2 separate regions of the Oryctolagus cuniculus genome follow, and region 2 is linked to region 1. Evidence: chromatin contacts called from public Micro-C data. All regions are on one chromosome and are shown on one strand. The core of a region is the stretch at or near the end of the contact, and the rest is flanking DNA. Distances in the headings are between cores, read along the strand shown. Region 1 has its middle 67 kb from the start of TNP1. Region 2 holds the start of IGFBP5 (insulin like growth factor binding protein 5).

Evidence for each region. A called contact is a pair of places that touch in the nucleus more often than the background predicts.
Region 2: a contact with region 1 is called in a Micro-C map of ear pinna, with 2.7 times the contacts expected there. The contact joins the promoter of IGFBP5 here to the enhancer-like site in region 1. A contact is called at or near these places in 2 of 6 Hi-C or Micro-C datasets (ear pinna and an unstated tissue).

The regions. Positions count from the first base shown.
Region 1 is chr3:22,497,281-22,504,081 of mOryCun1.1, forward strand. No RefSeq gene overlaps it. Among named protein-coding and RNA genes, the nearest start is that of TNP1, 67 kb to the left of the region's middle. Within about 2 kb of position 2,586, at least 4 of the 8 cell types and tissues checked have an H3K27ac peak or open chromatin away from gene starts, as enhancers often do. A contact at or near this core is called in ear pinna, where this site is marked.
Region 2 is chr3:22,597,806-22,604,606 of mOryCun1.1, forward strand. IGFBP5 (insulin like growth factor binding protein 5) reads left to right here and starts at 3,865. Exons shown (of 4, transcript XM_002712468.4): 1 at 3,865-5,026. The coding sequence starts at 4,693.

The DNA of each region.
Region 1 (6,801 bases), core at 1,336-3,835:
TGTGTCCCCTCCCTTGACCCAGTAGAAAACAGCCGCATCGGGAGAGGGGGGCTCTGAAAGGAACACAAAGTAGATTCAAAATCCACCACCGTGAGCAATAGTTGGTAGTCAGCTCTACCTCTTTCCACTCCCAGCCTCCTGGCTGGAGAAAATTATCAGAATCAGCTGCCCCCGAGATGGAAGCCAGCAAAGATGACTGAATCTCTGGAGGTGGCAGCCCATCCCCGTATCTCCACAGCTGTCAGGCAGCTCCTGCAAGAACAAGCTCTGGTTACAGGGTGTAATCAAGCCACAGAATCAGCTGGCACTGGCGGTGCCCAGGCTGCCAGCGCTTCTGACACGGAGGAGTGCAGAGCCGGTCAGGGGTGTGCAGGAGGGATTCGCAAAGTAGTTTGCTCCCTCTCTGTGCTTTCCTTCCTCCTCTTTTCTCCAATTGTCTGAATTTCCTTCAGAGACTACAGACCTCTCTTCCCAAGGGTAGTTGTGTGCATGAGTCTCCATGTCCTCAGCCTGGGCTGCAATACACGGGAACAGTCCACCTTATAAACTTTCAGGGCAGAATTGTGCTTCCTTGGGCCCAAAGCCATTCTTGCCATCTTTATACAGACACATGGTCCCTTTTGTTTGAGCAACAGGGTAGTCATGTGTATTGGTCTACTTTCCTGCCCTAAATGATGAGACTGAAGTCTTACATTTTTGACTCAATAACACCATGCTGCACCCCAAACAGTAACCTGCTCTTTGAGTGGTCAGCCAAGAAGTGTGGATGATCATGGTGAACATGTCCATTGGGGGCCTTCAGAGTTGACTTTGCAGCCCAACAAAAGGGCCCTATCTCACACTGGAAGAGAAATCAGAATTCCAAGGCTAGACTTCTTCCCAAAGAGCCTCCCGATATCCTTCAGAACAAAGGGTGGCCGGCTGGGATTCTTCTGCCTGGTGGCTGAGAATTTCAGAAACCAAATCACATCTGGGAGGTCCAGCCAGGTCTGTCAACTCCTAATACAGTATACATAACCCAAGTGCAGTAAATTACTGGAAGCTGAACCAAAGAGTATCAATCCAGAGTGACTAGCTACCCAAAGGCTCAACTCAGCCTCAATGCCACATCAAGGTTCCTCATTGGCAGGCTTGTGGAATTTTATCTTCAGTCCTTACTTAATAATTATAAGACAAGTGTGGATCAGATAGGTCACTAAGCTGTGACTGTTCACTGTTTGTATAAGCCTGGGAGCCTTTTCCCTCTCCCTGCTAGCCTATTTCCTTTCTATCAAATACAGGGGTCTCTACCTACCTGCATTGGTCGATCCAATAAATGAACTGCAACCTTTCTTATTTTGAGAATTCAAAGACAGAGGTGATCAAGGGAGCAGAGGGCCTTTAGGAATTGGTGAGAGAGGAGACCACCTCCAACAGTAAGGTCAAAGAACAGAGGAAAACTTCAGAAGACTGAGCGTCAAGGTCTAGAGTAGGCACCATGCACTTTCAGCAAGGTCAGACAAGACCAGGCCTAAACGCTGTGGCTTCAGTTGTGTTGCTACCAAGATACTCTCCATCATTTACAAAGTCAGTTTGGAGTGTGGGGTATGTGTGTGCTTTAACTTGATTGATTTGAAACTTACTTTCCAGGGATCATTCAGAGCATCAGTTGATAACTATGTGTGCCCAGAATATGGGTCACAGGAAATAGAATGTTGTTGCAGAACACACACACACACACACACACACACACACACACCAGCTTACTAACTGCATGTTGAATGAGGATACTTCATGATGGATTTAAGAAAATGCTCATCTAGTCAATAATTCCCGCATACTTATTCTCTGCTGGGCTGTATGTTAAAATTAGGTCAGTTGTACAAATTCTTCTGCCAAAACAGAGAAAAATTGATTCAGGGCTGTTAGCAATTTAATCAAACAGCTTAACTATTTTTAAAATAGCCCTGAATGATGATTGTTTTTCCTGCACTTGGAGAGTCAGGCAGATGAGCCTTGGCATAAAAATGCTCCTGAGATCCAAGTTGGGGTGAGGCAGGTGGCAAAAAAGACCTTCAAGAACTTCCAGTCCTTTCCACACTCCTGGAAGGTTTTGAAGGGAAAAAGAAGCATCCTTTGGTTTTGATATGCACGCTCTGTACTTGTATCTGTCTCTTTAGACATGGTTGGCCAAAGAGCCTGCTAAAAATATAACGTAAGAAGACAGGCATGTGGGGGTGGGGAGCTGGAGAGAGAATTAAAAAAAAATATCTAGCCCAGTTCCTGCTGACTGCCTCCTGCCATAAATATACCACAGAGTTTAAGCAATTCACTATCTCCCCCTCTTCTCAGCCATTTTTGGTCACTTGACTTGGGTGATTTTTTTTAAATAAAAGGGGAAAAAGTACTCTCACTTCTGTTCTTCCTGGTGGATTCAAGAGTCTTTGATACTAAGTAAAACTCTCTGGCTTGAGAGGAAGTCTTAGTCCTGAGCTTGCTGCCTCCCAAGCGCAAGGTACAATGGCTGGAAATGGGCTGGGGAGTGGTGGGCAGGATGTCTGAGCCACGTGGGGCCTGCACTGCCCTTCTGTGGGTAGCAGAATCTATCATGAGCCCAACAGTGTATGGAAACCAGTTAAAGCGGCTTCCAACAGTCAGAGCCCTGGGTATACCTGGGTCCGCAGGTTCTTGGCTTTCAGGATCTGTTCCTCTGTGCCATGACTGGAGTTTGCTCAGAGGAAACACAGGATGGGAGTGCAGCAGGAGCAAGTCTGGTAGCTGAGTGGTTAGATCACTGAGCTCTCAGAGGCCGGCTTCAACCCCACCCTTCTGCCAAACCCAAAGTTACTGGAGCAGGCTGGCCTACTTGGGCTAGGAGAGCTGAGTCATCCACGGGAAGGGACAGCAGCGACTATAAATTATCCTGTGTTTAACGATGGCTTTCTAAATCCCTGGCTTCAGGCTTAGAGTCTTTATTTATATCTCTCGCAGGAATACTTTTTCAAACTCATGACAGTGCACTCTGTACTGCGTTGGGGACACTCCAAGCACCTGGCCTCCTCTATAAATGAGTCCTGCAGGTGACAGGCCCCCAGAGGCGCTGAATCTGCTGTCACTCACCCATGTGTACATTCCCTCATGGCCAAGCCAGGACCCCACCTCCTGCCTGGAAGTATCTCCAACTGCTTTGAAACAATATTGCAGGTAGACACACAGGTAACACACACACACACTTATATTCACACTTTCACATACTTACAGTCACACACACGTACACACACACTTTCACTTACACTCACACTCACTCATACTCATACTCACACACATACACACACTCATACTCACATACTCCACATACACACACTTTCACTAATACTCTCACATATCAACAGTCACACACACTTTTGCACACACTCACACTCACATACTCTCACACTCACACACACTCTCACACACTTACACTCACACTCTCACATACTTAGTCATACACACACACTCATACTCTCACATACTTACAGTCATACACACACATACACACACTCACACATACTCTCACACTCACACACATACACACACTCACATACTCTTACACTCACACACTTACACTCACACTCTCACATACAGTCACATACACACACACTCAAACTCTTCCACATACTACACACACACAACTTACATTCACACTTTCACATACTTACAGTCACACACACACTCATACACTTTCACTTACACTCACACTCACACATACTCTCACTCACAAATATACACACTCTCACACTTACACTCACACACATACTCCACACACACACTCACACACTTTCACTCACACGCTCACATACTTACAGACACACACACTCACAGTTTCACACACACTCACAAGTACTGTCACACTCACACACATACTCACACACTCACACACATACTACACACACACACACACACACACTCACACACATATTTCATATGCATGCTGCCGTGAACCTCCTGGTCCGCTATACACTTGGGGAACCACTTCTGCTCACTGCAAAACTTGCCACACACAAGGATCACTCCTCCGTCTGAAGGGCCCCTCCAGCAATCAGTAGTGCACCACTCTGGCTCAGGTGCATTTGGCAAGTGACTGCACCGGGAGCACTGGGCTTGGGTTGGTGCTGTTGGTGCTGTGTCTCACAGTGTAGTCAGAGAGGTGCTGAGAATAGAGCCACCACATAGAGCAGACCCTCACGAGTCATAGTGAGCGAACCATGGAGGCATGGCCCCTCCTCTTGCATAACCTGGGAAAGAGAAAAGACATACAAGTCAGCGGACAAGGCAGGGGCAGCAAGCATTTGCGTCCTACAGATAAATGCTAATATCTTTACTCCCTCACGAAGCCACACTTGCATGGTTTCTGTATCTTCTACCTCCTTCACTTTCTCTTTTTTCTTTCATGCATTCAATGAGGTAAATTTGTGTAACCTGGTGAATTGTTGATTATGTATTTATTCACCTTGGGTTATTTACCACTATCTGTTCTTTGCAAAGTCTCTCCAAGGTCTCCAAATTCTCTCTTCCCACTCTACCAAGAGAGGTGCAAAGTAAACAAAATGTATTGCCTGGGACCATGAGGGCCGTAGCTGTGATGGCTCTGAGTCCAACTCCAACCCCAGGCTCCATCTAGCAACTGACATCTAAGGCAGTGACCCCAGGACTGAATTCAAGGTGTGTGGCCCCAAAATCATCCTGTCTAACATGCATCCTCTAAGCCCTGCCCCTTCTCATCCAAATGACACAAAGCTGACCCCAATGCTTTGCCCTGTCTCTGGGAATGCTTGAAGACTACATCTCATGAGGCTGTCCTACCTGTTAGTAGAAGGGATGGGTAGGGCCCTACAAGGGGCAGCGGTGACCTTACCGTTGACTGAATTACAATACCAGAAGTTTGCGAGACTGTCAAAGTCCTACATAACGTTATGTAACAGTTCTCCAATTCCTCCCTCTCCCCACCCAGTTTCCCTGCCTGTCTTCAGCACAAACCACTCACACACCTTTCCACGCCTATCCCACCACCCCGCCATCACCTTTATCTTCCAAGCCGTATACAAGGTACAACTCCTCTAGCCCCAGATCATCAAACCATCTTTCCCCCTCTGCTCAACAGTGCTGAGTTTTCACCTCTCCCACTGGCTTCTCCAAATAAAATTATTTTTTTTCAACTCGACTTTGGGAAGCACTAGTTCTTGCCACAGATGTCTCAGGCAAATGTTTGTACCTCGTCCTTCCAGGTCTGCTCGATTGTTACCGTTCGGATGTGCTTTTTTCTGCAACAGAGTGCATGCTGGATAGCTTCCCCTTGAACTTCCATTCCTGCTCCTGCTCTGAGCCACATCCATCGTCTTTGACGTTATTTGATTTGGCCAATAGGAGCCACCTTCCATCAGGAGATCAAAGAGTCTGACAAAGTAAAGTTTGCAAATTGATTTTCCCAGCACCCTCCTTGATGCACTGTCCCAGGTTTCCTGGGTTTCTCTGCAGACAGTTACAGCACCTGTCACCTGGTCCTGCCCATAGAGATTCTGTATGAGTTTTATGTGGCTGCTGTAACAAATGAGTGCAAAGAGGTGGCTTTAAAACAGCATAAATCTGTCTGCTCATGGATCTGAGAGGCCAGAACTCTGGAATCAAGGTGTCGGTAGGGCCATGATTCCTCTGCAAGCTGTCAGGGAGAGTTCATTCTTTTCCTCTTATGGCTCCCAGTGGCATTCCACACACCTTCACTTGTGGCCTCATCTCTCCAGTCCCTGCCTCTGTGGTCATACTGCCTCCTATTGTTCCCTGTGTCTCTTATTCTGTCTGTCTGCCTCAACTCTCATCTGCTTCCTCTTACCAGGACAGTTGTCATCAAATTTAGGGCCCTCCTGGATCACTCCAGATGATCTTTTCACCTTAAGATCCTTAATGAGACCAATAAAGACCCTTGTTCCAAATAAGATTACATTCCCAGGTTCCAGGGATTCCAATGTGGGCCAATCTTTGGAAGGGAGAACTTGACCATCCATTGCAGCTACCCTTTCTGTGTCTGAGAAATTTCTCTCCCTTTCTCTCTCTCTCTCTCTCTCTCTCTCTCTCTCTCTCTCTCTCTCTTTCTCTCCCTTCCTCTCTCTCTCTCTCCCTTTCTCTCTCACTCTCTCTCTCTCCCCTTGCCTTTGCAGGCCTATGAGTGGAGATGCTATTACCAGCCCTTGGATTATGCACTAATTCTCACAAAGTCCCCTTTATTCTGTGTACACCTTTGTAAATACTCCCTGTGTGGAATTCTCTTCTGATTTCTCTGTGTAAGTGTGAAGTCTGTTTCCTGCCAGGATTCTGACTGACACAGGCATCTTTTTGTTTTTCAAAGATTTATCTATTTACTCTTTGTTTGAAAGGCAGAGTGTCAGAGAAGGAGGGAGGGAGGAGGAAGGGAGAAAAGAAAGAGAGAGAAGAGGGAGAGATCTTCCATCCATTGGTTCATTCACCAAATGCCCACAACACCCAGGTATGGGCCAGGCTGAAGTCAGGAGCCAAGAACTCCATCCAGATCTCCCACATGAGTGGCAGGGGCCCAAATACTCGAACCATCATCTACTTCTTCCTAAGATTTGTATTAACAGGGAACTGGTTCAGAAGCACAAAACAGCCAAAACTCAGATGGTTACTCCCATAGAAGATGTGGGCATCCCAAGTGGCAGCTTAATCTGCTGTACCCCAACATCCCCCCAGCACAGGCATCTCAAGGTTAAAGGTATCAGGGAGAGATCCATGACAGTTCACCATGCAGGCCCAAAGCACCACAAGCGGAGT
Region 2 (6,801 bases), core at 2,615-5,114, 100 kb after region 1:
GGCCCAGAAAAACACTGTGGGGAAAGGATATAGCATCTGATGAGTGGCTTCCTCTTAGAAGAGAGGAGGGACGGTAGGATGGAGCACCTCCAGTGAACTGTTACCTGTAACACTGTGTTTCTTTCTAACAAAATCTCTAGCAGCAAGGGCAAAATGTTACCATGCATTAAACAGCTGGTGAGTGGAAGATAACTTGTTATGTCATCTTCTGCTTTTTGTTTGAAATGGCCCAGGTCCTTGGACCCTGCACCCACATGGGAGACCAGGAGAAGCATCTGGCTCAAGGCTTCGGATCAGTGTGGTGTGCTGGCCGCAGCGGCCATTGTGGGGTGAACCAACAGAAAAGGAAGACCTTTCTCTCTGTCTCTCTCTCTCACTGTCCACTGCCTGTCAAAAACAAAACAACAACAACAAAAAAAGAAATACACCATAATTAACATTGTCAAATGTTTAAGCAGGGAAATTCTGATAGACTTAAAGTCACAAAGTTCTGACCCAGCCTTCTTCTCAGAGGAGAGGGAGCAGGCATGAAGGTAGCTGCTGGTAGGACTTGGAGGAGCTGGCACCTCTGGCTGGATGAGCATTGTTTAGGCACAAGCAGCTGTGGTGCCGAGACTGGGGCAGCACATACGTGACACAGAATCTGTCCCTCCTCCCACGCCCAGATCCCATTGTTGAACAGGGCTACCACGTTCTGCGGCTTCCTCTGTGGAAGACAGCCTTTTTAATGATGTATCTATTCTGCCACCTAGCCTTCGGCACAGTCACTGCAACAGCCCTGTAGTTGTGTGTCCCTCTCCTGCAGAGACCATAGTGTCCCCAGACATCCCTCACGTACGGAGGGACCTAAACAACTGGGGGCTTTGCTTCTGGAAGATCATTGTTGCTTAGTTTGGGGCCAGGATGAGGGAACAGCATGAGTACGCCTCATCTGTGCTGGCTCCAGGGAAGAACCTGAAGTCGAGGTCCTGAGGATGCAATAAAAAGCATAAATAAGCACGTTTGAGAGAAGGATGAGCGCAATGCAGAGCTGAGGATAAAGATAAGACCCTTAGCCAACAATTCTCCCCTCTAGTCAGAAGGCTCCATAATACTTTATGTCATATTCAAGTCTGGCTTCCTCAAACTATGCTATCTGGTATAGTCCTTGCCTTGCAAATCACTTAGGAACTCACAGAAAGGGACCCCAGGCAAGGACTCTTCAGCTGTAAATGCTATCTCACCTATGAAAGGCTGCACAGATCTTTCACTTGGTTGCATTTCTTAAACCTTGGTTTTGATACACAGTTCATTTTTAAAGAAAAAAAAAAAGAGTGATCCCTGAGCAAGTGAGACATAAATGGGTGACACTCGATTCCTACTTCTCCAAGTAAGACTTAGTTGAATGGAGTCAAAGCTGCTCTTTGCCAGAGTTGGAAAGCTCACAGCTGCAAAAGCAAGTCCACAGCAAAGGAAGTCCTGGGGCAGGGTACCTGGCCTCTGACATTAGCATCTGCCAGGAATAAATGAGCCCCTCCCAGCCAAACTCATGGAAGAAAAACTATGCTGTTTTCCAAAGCAATCTTCTAAAGAGGGCTGTGAACAGAATGGAAGGGGAGCATAAACAGAATCAGGAAAGGATCATGGACATCCCCACTTCCCCCTACACTGTGGTAACAGAACCAACACACTCCCCTTCCACTGTCATGCTCTGATTATGAGAAGCAAAGCTCATCTAGCCAATTCCCCGTCTTTGGACCAAGCCACTTTAGACAATCTCAGGTGACTGAGAAAGCTTCTCTCAGCCCCTCTCCCAGAGCCTACCCCAGCAGCCCCAATTCCTGAATCCCTCCTCACATAAGTCCCTTTCAAAGTTGGGACAAAGAGTGCCTGCCTAGCAAGGACACAGTAGCAGAGGAACCTCTGCGGGAGGCCCCACCCACCTCCTACCACACTCTGCACCTTCCTTCTCCTTTCCTCATCCATCCCCTCTTCTTTTATCCGAGCCTCAGGAAGAAGGCCACCTCTCTTGGAATACAAAGGGCCTGGAAATAGGCCACTCACGTTCCTTGAGAAGGAGCACCACCCTTTCCCCATCCAAGCTGGCTTCTGCAGGTGCACCTGGAGTAGACTGAACCAAGGAGGTTCAGAAAGAGGAGCAGGAACTGGAACCCCCATTACACACCACTCTGCCAGTCTGAACTTGACACAAAAGAAAAAAATGACCCCTGATCTCCCTCACTTCTCACCAAGCTTTCAGGTATCCATTTGAGTCGCAAGGAGACTTGTGTGACTTTTTTTTTTCTTTAAATCGTTACTCGGGAAGTCTCCCTCTCCCAGCCAACACCTAAAACCCCTTTGGCAACAGGAGCTGAAGCACCACTTTAAACTTCAGGCTTGTTTTAAAATGTGCCTTTTGGCAAATAGATAAGTGAGAAAAAGATCGGGATCTGGGGGGTGTTAACAGCACCAGGCGAGATTCTCCTGAACCGAACTAGCAAGAGAAATATTTTCTTCAAGGCAGCCGGCCAGGAAGAATTCTTATCATAGATAAGGGTGCAGTCTAGTGGCAAACTTTGTGAAATGCAACAGCCCCTTCTCCAAAGCAAAGTTAGAGCCCATCTCAAGGGAGCCAGGGCTGTGTAAAGAGCCTCGCCCCGAGGTCTCCCCCAAAGGGATGGTGACCTTGGTCCTCTCTCCCTGGCCTGCCTGTGAACCCCATAACCCACCCACAGAGACTTTAGGAAAAGCTAAACAGAACACCTGCCTTCTTTCAAGACTCCAGCTTTCTTTCATTTTACTAAGGAAACAGCGGTCCCAGAGTGTTAGAATAGACTGAGGTTTTAAACGTCATGGTGAGGGCTCTGGTAGGAACCCCCTCTCTGGAATGTGCCTGCCGGCACCCCTCACTCTTATAAGAAGGTGTCCTGCTCTGTCACATGGCTGCCCAGGAGAAATAGAGGACCAGGGCCACACCTGCTGGCTCCCCTTCCCTCTGAAAACCCACACACAAACACACAGCAAGTTCTTCAGTTGTCACAGGGTTTCTTCCAGCAAGTGTCAGTTCTGCCACTCAGGGCTCCCGACAATGCTGTTGTGAGAATGTCCCTTCCTACAAGACTGTGCAACACTCACCCCCCCACACACACACACATTCCCCCAGCTTCCAGGGCCAGCCCTGCGGCTGAAGGCAGGTGGCTACTTCTTGCCTCTGACTAAAGACAGTCCAGCCCTAGCCCCCAGCCACACAAATGCCCCTGCACCAAATCCCCTTCTTCAGACTCTGGTGGAGGAAAATCCAGTTTTTCTTCTTTTTTGCCTCTCTTTAGCTCAGCTCACCATCCATGCCTGGCCAGCCTACACTACCCGTCCCCAAACACACACACACACACACACACACACACACACACCTTTCATGGTAACTCAGGCACCAGCATAAAGTCCTTGTACAGAGCTTGGGAAGCATTTATTGGGCACCGTATACATCCAGTGGGTTCATAAGAAAAGGGCTTCTGCCTCCAGCCTGCGCCCAGGCCGGTTAAGGGGACAAGAGGGAGGGGACCGAGTCACTCTCATTGTGTTCGCCCTGCTCCGCCGAAGAACTGCGGCTTCCACTGGCCCCTCCACCTCCTCCACGCCCTCTGCAGCCCCAGCCAGTCCCCCCAAGCCCCTCTCTTACATTCCGGGGGGAGGGGGCCGCTGTCCAGGGAGCGGAGGGGAGCCCCCGCGTGTCTCGAAGGCCTCTCCCCACCCCCACCCCGTGTGAGTTTGCGCTGCAAAGCTCCTTGGCATCCTCTCCCGGGTTGGGTGTTGGGAGCTCAAATTGCAGCTACAAACTGGCTGCCAGCCAGGGGCCGGCTATTTAAAAGCGCCGGCTCCACCAGAGCCCGTAGTCTCTTTGGAAACTTCTGCCAGGAAAGAGCTACGAAGCGGTGTGGGCTTTTTCCTTTTTTTTTTTTTTTCCTTTTTCTTCCCTTTTTTTTCCTCCTTTTAATTAGCCCTCCTCCGTTTGCACCCTTCTCCTACTGCACGCAGAACCTGCGAATTTCGAAGAGGTGGTGACAGAGTGGGAGAAAAGAGGTGCTAGGGTTTAGATTTATTTTTCTTTTCTTTTTCTTTTTCTTTTTTTTTTTTTTGCTTCTTTGCCTAGTTTCTTGATTTTCTCCCACCCTCTCGGCTGCCGCCAGCTCCTCTTACCTGTTCCGCTGCAGCCGCGCGCCGCCGCAGCTGGAGGTTAGAAAGGACTGGGGGTGTATTTTAAATTTTAAGCAAAAAAAAAATTTTTAAGACCAATCCATTTTTCTCCTCCTCACCCCCCCCCCCGAATAACCCCTTCTGCACAGCCTTCGAACTCATTATTTCGGAGGTTGCTTTGGGGTTAGCGATTTTGTGGCTCCCGCCCACCTCCCCTACAGCTCTGACCCGCTCGGGCTCCGGGCTTTTTCCACCCTCCGCCCACCCTGAGTGCACCTGGCGAGGCTCTCCCCCTCCCACCCTCCAAACCTGTTGCACGCCTTTAATCCCTGCAACCGGGACTCGCTTGCAGCCGCCTCAACCCTCCACCCCCCGCTACATTTTGCAAGTGTCTGGAGAAGGCACCTGCTCTACCTGCCAGACTTAAAAGAAAAAATCTCCGGGCTCCCTCTTGGCCCCCTTAACTCCCTGCACTCTCGCTCTCCTGCCCCGCCCCGAGGGAAAGCGAGAGACTCGAAGATGGTGCTCACCGCGGTCCTCTTGCTCCTGGCCGCCTGCGCTGGGCCGGCCCAGGGCCTGGGCTCCTTCGTGCACTGCGAGCCCTGCGACGAGAAAGCCCTGTCCATGTGCCCCCCGAGCCCCCTGGGCTGCGAGCTGGTGAAGGAGCCGGGCTGCGGCTGCTGCATGACTTGCGCCCTGGCCGAGGGGCAGTCTTGCGGCGTCTACACTGAGCGCTGCGCACAGGGACTGCGCTGCCTCCCGCGGCAAGACGAGGAGAAGCCGCTGCACGCCCTGCTGCACGGCCGCGGGGTTTGCCTCAACGAAAAGAGCTACCGCGAGCAAGTCAAGATCGGTGAGCGCGCTCGGGGTGCCAGTCAGCTGCGCGGCGCAGGGCGGGGGACTCGGGACGCGCTGGGCCCGCACGCTTCGCGCAGCAAGTGGCCTCGGGCTGGGGTGCAGTCCGGGAGGAGCCGAGGAGGGTCACTGTACCTGGGGATTGGAACCTTGGCCAGTACTGCCGCCCTAAGCTGCTGTCCAGTGAGCAGCTCCCAGATTTCGCTCCTTCTCTTGCCACTTGCTGGGGTCCCACGCGACCCCTGCCCCCACCCCCACTTCCGACCACTAGCTCTGATCTCAAAGTCTAAACCCCAATCTGCAGTCGGAAAGGATGCCTGTTACATTATCGACTCCCTCCCCACACACTCCCCTTCCACGTTTTTTTTTTTTTTTTTTTTTTTTTTTTTTTTTTTTTTTTTTTTTTTTACCCTGAATTGGGGTGGGGGGGATCTCTTGTGAAAATACTGTTTAAATTCGGACCTGGAGAGGCGCTTCCCATCTTCTGAGCTAATTCCACCTTTGTGCCTCCCAGCTCCTCTCCCGCCTCCCCACCCCGCCCCTCGTCCCCTACTCCAGCGCCGCTGGACAACCTTTACATACGCAGACGCGCGCGCGCGCGCGCGCGCACAGGCACGCACACACAGAGACACGCACACAGACACGCGCGCACACAGACACGCACACCACTTCACTGGTCAGCAAGGTCTTGGGGGGGGGCCCTCGTGCCCCTCCCACTTGCACACCCACTGCTTTTGACTTGGTATGATTGATCGTGGTAAATGGTAAAATATATTACATTGCAAAATGCATTTTTTTTTTCCTTCCAGCAAGGGAAAGAATGTTTTAGGAGCACTGGGGTGGGGTTGCGGCTGGAGGGAGGGGCGTGCAGAAGGGTTTGGTGTTGTGTTCGGGGTATTTGTGTCTGGATCCAGTTCCTTCCCCTCCCCAGCTCAGAGGTTACCTTGGATGAAAGGTGAGCGTCAGGCTCCGAGGCAAGGTGGGAGTGAGATGCAGAGTTGGCGATCTCCAAGCCTACGCCGACCCCTCATCCTGCCCCACCTCCCACCCTCCACCCCCCCCCTCCATTCCCCACCCTCCACCTCCCCCCATCCCTCAAACCAGATCATAAGGGGGTGTGGCGTGAGCGCTTCAGGGGCCTTGGAAACTACGAATACAAAATTCAGGGGGAGGAGACAGAAAAGGCCACGCACCAGGCCACCCCTTGCTGGCCCCGCCCCGGTGGCCCCGCCCCCGGTGGCCCCGCCCCCATGTTATCTGCGCCAGGCATTTAGGGCTTAAATGATTGACAAAGCTACTTGTTCAATCAGAACAGTTCTCCTCCTTGGGCTGTGTTTCTTTATAGAAAATCACCAAGTCTAAAATAAAAAAAAAAAAGTTTAATAAACTGTACACAGAAGTATGGGTTCTGAGATGTTAACTTGGTTACTGGTTATCTCCAAAAGTGGTTAGTTAAAATTGGTTCAGTATGCTTATTTAGTGTAGTTTCTTCCTGGGAACATGCCCATCTCCCCTTCCTTCACTCACAAGCACCCCAACACGAATTTTCTTAAGTGCAGACTACAGAGGCTGTCTTGTAGGAGAGCAGAGTCTCCGCGCTTGCCAAGAGGCAAGAGAGCTTTCCTGGGTTCGGTCCCAATGCCCGCAAACCCTACAGGTGTTGCCCATGGCTGGCGCCAGCACTCCAACTTCGCAAAAGGCAATCGTTCTCCGGATTGCAAGATGATATTAAAAAAAAAAAAAAAAAAACAGAGGGAGGGAGGTGGGACTGCA